2 separate regions of the Hordeum vulgare genome follow, and region 2 is linked to region 1. A link is a contact called in public Hi-C data. All regions are on one chromosome and are shown on one strand. The core of a region is the stretch at or near the end of the contact, and the rest is flanking DNA. Distances in the headings are between cores, read along the strand shown.

Region 1 (4,730 bases), core at 1,531-4,030:
ATTTTTGTCTATAAATTTGATTAAAGTTAGAGAAGTCCGCATTTTTAAAAAGAATACATTTTATATTTAAGAATGAGGAAAGTATATGGCTAATTTGACCGTGCGTCATAATACATGAGAAGAGGTGTTATATGACCGATCCGGGATTAAACTAACTAAGTCTTATTAGAGCACAATGGCATTTTCGGCCTAAAAGGTATTTAACTTTAATTAATCCAATTCAGTCTGGGTGTTATCGTCCCTAGAATAAGAATTAACTTAATTGCATTTACACATCTGCTAATTATAATTATACAACAACATCTCTTGTCTTTTGAATTTGGGTTAAAACGGTTCCTCATCTCACCACGAGCCCTAGTCTGTGGCAAACACATCGTCATTGTCTCCGATCGCCGCCGCGTGCACTCGCCATGGCATTCCCTCCTACTTGTCCCCTCCCACACATCATTATCACTCATCCCTCTCACGCGACCCCCTTTGGGCTAGGTGACATCCGATCTTTCGAGGAGCCGCCTAATCCCCTCCTTCCCCGACGCGGCGCGAGATCATCCTCATCATCGTCCATCAACTTTATCGCATCGAACGTTCACATCGACTTTGAGATGTAAGTGCCGAGTCATCTCTATTTTTGTCGAGTCCTTTATGCATAGTACCGATAGGGTCAGATTCGGTTAGGGTCTAAGATATTGCAATTGCTTCAACACCTCCTAGTGCATCTACAAGGAGCAAAATTGCTGCTCCTAGCCCTCTTCGGTGAGTTTAGTTCATTTGGTTGTGAGAGTCATGAATTTTCTCTAAAAACATTCAGAGTCCAAATCGTCTTCATCCTGGTCCTTACTCTATTTTCTCTAAAAAACAGCAATGCCAATTCTTACATTAAAGAATAAATAAAATTTCCTTAAATAGGTTCGAACCTACGACCAGTCAGTTAACAGTCGATCGCTCTATCACTGAGCTACTGAGGAACAAGGGGGGATTCGACCTCCTAGAGTTCAACTCCCGCTCTCAACCCATGAACAATATGAGTCTGAAGCTTTTTTCGTAACTCCCACAATTTTTTCGTAGTGGCTCCGTTTCATGCCTCATTTCATAGGAAAGCCTAAAATAGCTCTATTTCATTCTATTTCACTTCCTAACACTTCCTATCATTTACAATATCCATCCCTTTGGTCTTATTGACATAAGAGATCAGCAAGCTTTTTGGATGTTGAGCGTCCCAGATGAGGTTGCATACTTTGCTCTTTTATGTGATTTTGTTAGGACAATCAGCCTTAACGTATCGTGTGGCTAATACTAGAAAGAAGACATCCAACAACACATCTACATCCAAGAAATGTCATAATACTAACTAATACTCCCTCCGTTCCTAAATATAAGTCTTTTAAGCGATTTCACTAGGGGTCTACATACGTAACAAAATAATTAAATGTATATTTTAAAATATGTCTATATACATCCGTATGTAGTCTAATAGTAAAACCTTTTAAAAAATTATATTTAAGAACGGAGGAGTACCATATTCAACTTGCAGTTATATGGATTTTGGTTTGTCGATGAGGGAGAGCACAGAAGATGACGTGAGGGCCACGACAAAACCCCCGTCGCAAACCGGCAAAACCGCACCGCAGGCCCGTTCGCACTGCCGCCGCGGATTACTACGCCCCCGCACTACAAGTATTTAATTACCCGCTAAATTAGTCGTCGCCAATTGCGATGCGGGTGACCACGACGACCGGGCAGGCTTGGCGCGTAGCCGGCCAGCTCGGCGCCTTTAAATTAGCTGGTGGCGACGGCGACGTTTAGGCCGCGTGCGCCGTGCGGACGGAGGGTCGCGACAAAGCCCCTTCACTGCGAGCGCCGGAGATGGTGGCGTACGGCGATCTCATTTCGAATAACGCGCACCCCTTTTTTCCTTTTCTTTTCCTTTTTTTTAATCGATCATAGCCACTACACGATGGTGGCGATGATGATGAGGGGGCCGAGGCGCCAGTAGGCGCTCGACAGCGGGTGTGGGCCTGCGCTAATCGCCTCCAAAGACCCGATGATGAGGTAAACCGGCGTGCACGGGGCACTATAGGCCGGTACTCTTTTTACCAGTACTAGGTCTATGATCTATAGTGTGCCCGTGTACCGGCCTAGTACCACGACACAGGCACACAGCAGAGGAGTATGGTGGTACGTGCCAATGGGAGATTATTAAAGAAAGGGAACCTGTTAAACCCTCGCCATCATGACCGGCTGTGACCGTGGCTGGCGCTCATCCCAAACGAAAAACTTGAAAAGACCCGCAATGGGGCTGTTACAGCTGTTTATTACAACATCATTAGCACCGGTGCACTGAAAAAGGCCTGATATGGTGTTGCGCCGCGCGTGAGGTGAGGCTGAGCTGGGCGGATTTGATTGGAAAGAAAACTCGGACGCCCATCCGTAGACGGAGTAAACGTTAAAAGTCACGCTGAAAGTAGAGGATTAGACGAGCTAATTATGCGTAGACTCTAGCAGCAGCTCGGAATAGGCCGTCCGCACGTCCGGATCGAACACCCACCACTGTTGCGCTCAGAAACGCAAGAGCCGGGTTCGACCAGATATGGCAACAAATGGTGCTCGCTAAACCAAAGTCTTCATATCCGGGCAGGGCAAGGCAGGGCGTCGCCCGTCGGGGCAGGGAGAGAGGCCAAAACTGAAGAAAAATCCAGTAAAGGGATGTGTATGGGGGCGGGTACGGCACGGCTGTCCGCATGCGCTGTTGGGTTCGGTGGTGTGCAAGCAAAGGCACGAGCAAAGGAGGAGATGCCCCCAGTCCCGTTCCGTTCCGTTCCGTACGACGACTCCTCACCCAGTGCCCAGCCCAGTCGGCTCAGACCACCCGTCCACCCGACCCGAGAGGGAGCAGCTCGTGGGGACAAGTGGGGCGGGCAACGACGCGTAGGCGTACGCGTCGTGACAAAGCGCCGGGTCACGACGAGGGGAGAGGCAGAGCCCCCACTGTGGATGGATAGGTACGACCTGGTTTTATGTGCGGCCGGCCCGACCCCCTCGGAGCTTGGAATGCAAGGCGGAAAAGGTTAAAAGCAAACCTTCAACTTATAGGAAAAAGCTAAATCAAACGTTAAACTATTAATCTTTGAAATAAGCATATCAAATTTTCTGATCCGGATCAATTTCAAACCTTGAGAGAATTTAACCGGCATTTCCTGAATTAGGCCAGCCTATTAGCGCACTCGCTCGCGCTGGTCTGGATTTTTTCCCTAGTTTTTTCCTTCGTTATACTTTATTTTCTTGCCGATTTTATCTGGTTTTTCTTTCTTCGTTATACTTTTTGTTTCTTTTGTTTCTTTCTTAATTTCCTTCATATTATATTCTTTTTCGCTTTTGTTTTGTTTCTTCATCAGTAATCGTTTTTTTTACACATGTCTAATTATTATCAATTTGCATAGTAAATTTTGAGCGCAAATATATTTTCAATACACTATATTTACATTTTTTAGATGCATGTTTTTCAAAAAATTGAATACACGGTAATATTTTTCAGATACCCGTTTTACATATCTTAATGACAATATATTTTTATAAAACTACACGAATATTTTTTACATTGTTGCATATTTTAAAATTATATAAACTTTTTCAAACACATGTCACGGATGTTCTTTTAAGGGTATGACACATTTCTTTACATCATGCATTTTTTCACATTGTATACACTTCATTCTGAAAATGTCAGAAGCACATTTATTTAAACTCATGAACAGTCTTCAAATGTTTTTTTTAAATGCCACGTACTTTTGTTCTAAACTCGTGATATGTTTTAGATGTCACAAATATTTCTTTACACATTTATTCAGGTTTTAAACTTTTTTCTCATTTTTAAAGTTCAGAAAAAGTGTCCGCACTTTAGAAAAACTGGTTTAAAAAAAATGTTTCAGCAAGTGTTTGCTTTTTCGTAATTGATTATTTTTCAAAAAATAGTTGTTTTTTAAAGTACTCAGAATTTTCAAAATGTTATCACACTTTATAAAATCTTCGGACATTCCAAAATTGTTTACATTTTCAATATTTGTTTGCCCCAAAAATAAATTCGAAGTTCATTGCTTCAGTGTTTTCCAAAACACAAATAATTTACAAAATTGCAAAAACATTATTTAAAATGTGACACAATTTTGGAAAATCCGTATCATTTTTCGTAGCATGTGAAAAACTGTTGGAATTCAGAAGTTTATTGACACATGTGATTTTTATATCACGGACAATTTTTAAAAAATGTGAATAGAATTACAAAATTATAAATATATTTTTAGAAACAAAAAAGGAATTGAATTTGTGACAAAGATAGAAGAAAAAAAGAACATTTTTAACTTCTGGACAATTTTAGAAATGCGGAAACATTTTTTAAACTTCATGAATTTTTGTTGTGGTAAAATACGACAGCCCAAATTCTCATCCGTGAGAGTAGGAGGTAATCCCACTCGGGATTATAGTATTCCGAGCGTGTCAAACAGGTCTAGAGTTTAAAATAGACCGGGATTACAAGTTCAGAGTACCAATTTACGGAATTCAAAGTTCAGAGTTTGAATTAGATTTCGTCTACAACTTTAAGGTTTGTTTTGGACTTTTTCATCGACGCGCGAATTAGGGTCTTTGTATCGTCCCCGCTGCGGGACTGCCTACTTAACCTCGCCTACCAAAGTAGGAGTACGAGTAGCAGCTAGTGTACTGTAGTAGGACGGCAC
Region 2 (4,730 bases), core at 1,551-4,050, 220 kb before region 1:
CTACTGTCAACTTTTGTCGTTGTTGTGGTCGAGGTGTTTGGAGTAGAGTATGTGAGAGAACCAAATGTGCAGGACACAAAATTTTTGTGGGCTATTGAAGAGGCCAGAGGGTTTTCAGAAATGCTCGAAACAATTGATTGCATCCATTGGCAATGGAAGAGGTGCCCCAAAGGTTTGCGAGGAATGTATCAATGTCACACCACAAAGGCCACCATCATACTAGAAGTGGTGACATCACATGACTTATGGATTTGTCATGTTTTTTTTAAAATGTCGGGTTCACACAACGACATCAACGTGCTTCAACGATCTCCGGTGTTCAAGACGATTTGCAGCGGGGAATCACTTCCTTGCAACTACACCGTCAATGGCCGAGAGTACAACATTATATACTACCATGCTGATGGCATATATTCTTAGTGGGTTGCACTTATGAAGACCATACCCAAACCACATGGCAGAAAACAAAAGCACTTCACAACAATGCAGGAAGCAGCTAGGAAGGATGTGGAGAGGGAATTCGGAGTGCTCCAAGCGTGTTGGGGAATTGTTCCTGTGGCTACAATGATGTGGGAATCAGAACCTTTGTAAAAGCTAATGACATGTTGTGTTATTTTATAAAATATGATCGTCGAGGATGTGGGTGATGGTGTAGCTCACACCAATAATTGTGAAGCACGTCGAGAATAAGTTGAAATCCCGAAAGATCTGGATGTATTTCAACTTATGAACTTTCTGCACATGCCTCAGAACCACCGAGATCATCACGTGCACGAGCAGCTACTCAATGATCTGATGAAGCATATGTGAACCCATAATGAAAATCGAAGAGCAGATGATTGATTGTACATTTCAAATAAATTTAATGTAACTCTACTTATGCTTGGTACCAATATTTATTATTTACATGTGACATTTAGTTTGTGCGATCGACGTGTATGGTTTTACATAAATTTAAGAGTTCGAATATGAAATACGTACATGCAGGAAGCAAAACATGAGAGGCCATTTGGATACATCCATAGACAATGTCCGGATGCGTCAGGGTACGTACAGGGCTGGATTTGGTAGTGTGGCTATAGACGCTCTTATATGGCCAAGATAGGCCTTGATCACACTAATTAAAACAGTGGGCTGGGCTTGGCGCAGTCCTCCTGGCCCAGTTACTGCTAATTTCAAGTGTGCTGCTCTCAAGAAGTCAAAACAACATGCCAAAGTGATAACTAAACACACCAGATAATCCAGGCTATAAAAAATAAAAACTAGCAGCACTACCAGCAGATAATCCCGGCAACCGCTTCCGATCCAATCCAAGGTGTGGCAGCTGCTACCCCAAAAAATGAGTACGTACGTATTGGTTCAGATGCAAGGGCCAGTCTTTGATTTGAATATAGGTGCCTGGTGAGTGCACAACCCGGGCATGTGCATGTACCACAATAATTGCCACAGTTTATGCTTGTCATCAAGTGGTTCCAATAGGGAAACCATTTTATACGCACACACACCACGAACTTTATATACTCCTACGTACCACCAGTCCACTTTCCAGGAGTTGTATCCCCCAAAGCAAACTCACCAACGGCAACTGGCAGCCATTGGGTTTAACTAATCCAGCGATTGGCGCATTGACATGGGGGACGACGACCTACATTAGCGCCGGTCGTCAGTCCATGGCTGAACGCGGTTAAGCTGCTGCTGCTACTACTTGTAATCCATGGCGGGTGCGACCATTGGCCGAGCGAAAACGGAGAAGAGGCCGCCACGTACCGGTGGTGACGGACGGTGGACGAGGAACGCCGGCGCCGCTGCCGGCCGGGCCGGCAGGAGGAGTTGAATATTGGACGTGGCGGCCCGCGGCCATGTGAAACGAATACAGGGCAGCACCACAATTTTAATTAGCAGTATAGCGGTGGTGTACCGGGATAGTAGCAGTATAGATGCTTTAGACAGATGAAAAATCAAGATCAGGGAATGGCCGGCCCACACCTTGTGATTGTTGTTTGTCGCGCCATTATTGTTGTATACACTATAAATAAACCCGTTCTCTCAGCAGGAAACCCGGTGGTTAGATTCCTTGTACTTTGGCAAAATGTCAAGACGGTGCTTTCTTCCCCCCGCATCCATCCATCCATCCATCAGGGGGTAACGTAGCGCTCCAGAACGTACATGCTACGCTGACCTTTACGCGTTCGGTCTAATATGAATGTGCGAGCGGAAAACGGAGCCGGAAAACCGTTGAAAAATCCCAAGTAGCCGCGTCAAGGCCGGCAGCGGGGCTAGATCGGGGCCAAGATGCTGCACTTGGGACTTGAAAATCAAGCCGGGAGATGGACAAGGTTGGACAAAATTAAGCCGAGTTTGCTTAATTTTAGCTAACATCTTGTGAGCTTGAAGATGCGGGGAACACAAGATGCACGTAGGGTACGTCCATGAGAGCCGTCCATGATGTGGTGCACCTAACAGTTCGTCCACTTCTTCTCTGCCGCGTCTAAAAGAGAAGTGCCAAAAAACGCAAAATAAAGATGGGACGGAGGAGAAAAAGAAAAGAGGGAGCTCTCAATTCTCAGAGGCAGGCATCCATCCAAGCGCCCCGAGACCGTCCAAAACAATAAACAAAACAAAGAGACCAGGAGAGAGAAGAGAGAGAGAGAGAAGAAAAAATAACCATATTGGCATGGCAGCTTGGCTAGGCAAGTGGGGGTGAGGGCCCCGCACACACAAGTTTTACTTTTTGAGCCGCCCGGTTTTGTCGTCTCCCCCGTCCGCTCCCCTCCCCTCCCCTCCCCCTCCCCACTCCCCCTATTTCCATTGCCCCGCACCCCCCTTGCATCCGTCTCCCTGTGCTTCACGCCACAACTCGCCTCACCAGCGAGCCCTCTCGACCTTTCGAGCCTCCTACTCCCTCGCACCACTGTTGGCTGCCTTCTCCTGGCTCGAGGTGCCCGCTAGGGAGGGGGATTCGGATCGCCGGCGGCTGGGCCCCTGCCGGACTCGGTGGGCGGGATCCTCCTCGCGCTTCTTGGGGGCTCCATGCCGTGAGCCAAGCAGCCAGCCAGCGGCATCCTTCGTTCCCCCGGGGAGATCTTGCTCCTAGCAGCCGAGAGCCGAGAGCAGAGAGCCGACAGGAGGCAGCGCCGACATGGCCGGCAGCGACGAGGTCAACCGAAACGAGTGCAAGGTCCGTCCGTTTCCATCCTCCTCCTCCTCCTCCTTTGTTTGGCGCCTGTTTCGGGGCGCCAGCGGCGCATGTGTGTCCGTCCTTGCGTTTGTGTTTGGGTTCTCGTTTCCGGGCCTTCTTCTTCCGTGTGGGCGCCGCCGCGCGATTCTTGATTTGTGCCCCCGCCCCGCCTCGCCGCTTTACGGTGGGAGGGAAGGGGGATTTCTCTCTCGCTCCGTCGCTGCCTTTGTTTCCCCTTTGGGCTCGATCCCAATTTTATTCCCCTCTCGCCTGCCTCCGTTGTTTTAGGCGGGGGCCGATACTAATACAGCTACCCAACAAGCAACAAATCATTCATCCGCATCCATCCATCCCTCCATCCGTGTGCGCGCGCGCCTTTGCCGCAGAGCGCCCGCGCAAAGCTTGCATCTTTTCTAGCAAGACGCGGCCGAAACATGGCGCCTCGCATTGCGCTCCTGTCCGAGCGCAAAACAGCTCCTCGTTTCGTTTGGTTTGGTTTTTGGTTTGGGTTTGGTTTCGTTGCGAGGTGTGTGTGATTGTGTTTTCCATTTGCTGGTGTGGTGGTCTCACTCTCACACTGTTGCTGCTGGGTCTGTCGTGCTGTGCAGACGGTTGTGCCGCTCCACACATGGGTGCTCATCTCCAACTTCAAGGTGTCGTACCACATGCTCCGCCGCCCAGACGGCACCTTCGAGCGCGACCTCGCCGAGTACATGGACCGCCGGGTGCCCGCCAACCCCAAGCCGGTGGAGGGCGTCTCCTCCTTCGACCACGTCATCGACCACTCCGTCGGCCTCGAGGCGCGCATCTACCGCGCCGTCGCCGGCAACGCCGCGGCCGCAGAGGGCGCCGCCGCGCTCACCCTGCCCATCCTCGAGTTCCTGAGCGGGGCGCCGTCCCCGGACCCGCTGCCGGTGATCATATTCTTCCACGGCGGCAGCTTCGCCCACTCGGCGTCCAGCACCACCATCTACGACAACCTCTGCCGCCAGTTGGTGAAGCTGAGCAAGGGCGTGGTGGTGTCCGTGAACTACCGGCGCGCCCCGGAGCACCGGTACCCGTGCGCGTACGACGACGGGTGGACGGCGCTCAAGTGGGCGCAGGCGCAGCCGTTCCTGCGGAGCGGCGAGGACGCGCAGCCCCGCGTGTTCCTCGCCGGCGACAGCTCCGGCGGCAACATCGCCCACCACGTGGCCGTCCGCGCCGCGGAGGAGGGGATCAAGATACACGGCAACATCCTGCTCAACGCCATGTTCGGCGGCAAGGAGCGGACCGAGTCGGAGCGGCGGCTGGACGGCAAGTACTTCGTCACGATGCAGGACAGGGACTGGTACTGGAAGGCGTACCTGCCGGAGGACGCGGACAGGGACCACCCGGCGTGCAACCCGTTCGGGCCGAACGGGCGGCGGCTCAAGGGCCTGCCTTTCGCCAAGAGCCTCATCATCGTGTCCGGGCTGGACCTCACCTGCGACCGGCAGCTGGGCTACGCCGAGGGACTCCGGGAAGACGGCCACCACGTCAAGGTGGTGCACCGAGAGAAGGCCACCATAGG

Evidence for each region. Hi-C and Micro-C count contacts between places; a contact is called where the count stands out from the background.
Region 2: a Hi-C map of seedling shows a contact between it and region 1, with 4 times the contacts expected there. The contact joins the promoter of LOC123441390 here to the enhancer-like site in region 1. A contact is called at or near these places in 4 of 6 Hi-C or Micro-C datasets (leaf and seedling) and 1 of 1 datasets of contacts at active chromatin or transcription factors (embryo).

What each region holds. Positions count from the first base shown.
Region 1 is chr1H:414,859,036-414,863,765 of MorexV3_pseudomolecules_assembly, reverse strand. No RefSeq gene overlaps it. Among protein-coding and RNA genes, the nearest start is that of LOC123441379, 80 kb to the right of the region's middle. Within about 2 kb of position 2,780, at least 3 of the 3 cell types and tissues checked have open chromatin away from gene starts, as enhancers often do. A contact at or near this core is called in leaf and seedling, where this site is marked.
Region 2 is chr1H:415,084,002-415,088,731 of MorexV3_pseudomolecules_assembly, reverse strand. LOC123441390 (gibberellin receptor GID1-like) reads left to right here and starts at 2,800. Exons shown (of 2, transcript XM_045117851.1): 1 at 2,800-3,178; 2 at 3,787-4,730. The coding sequence starts at 3,140.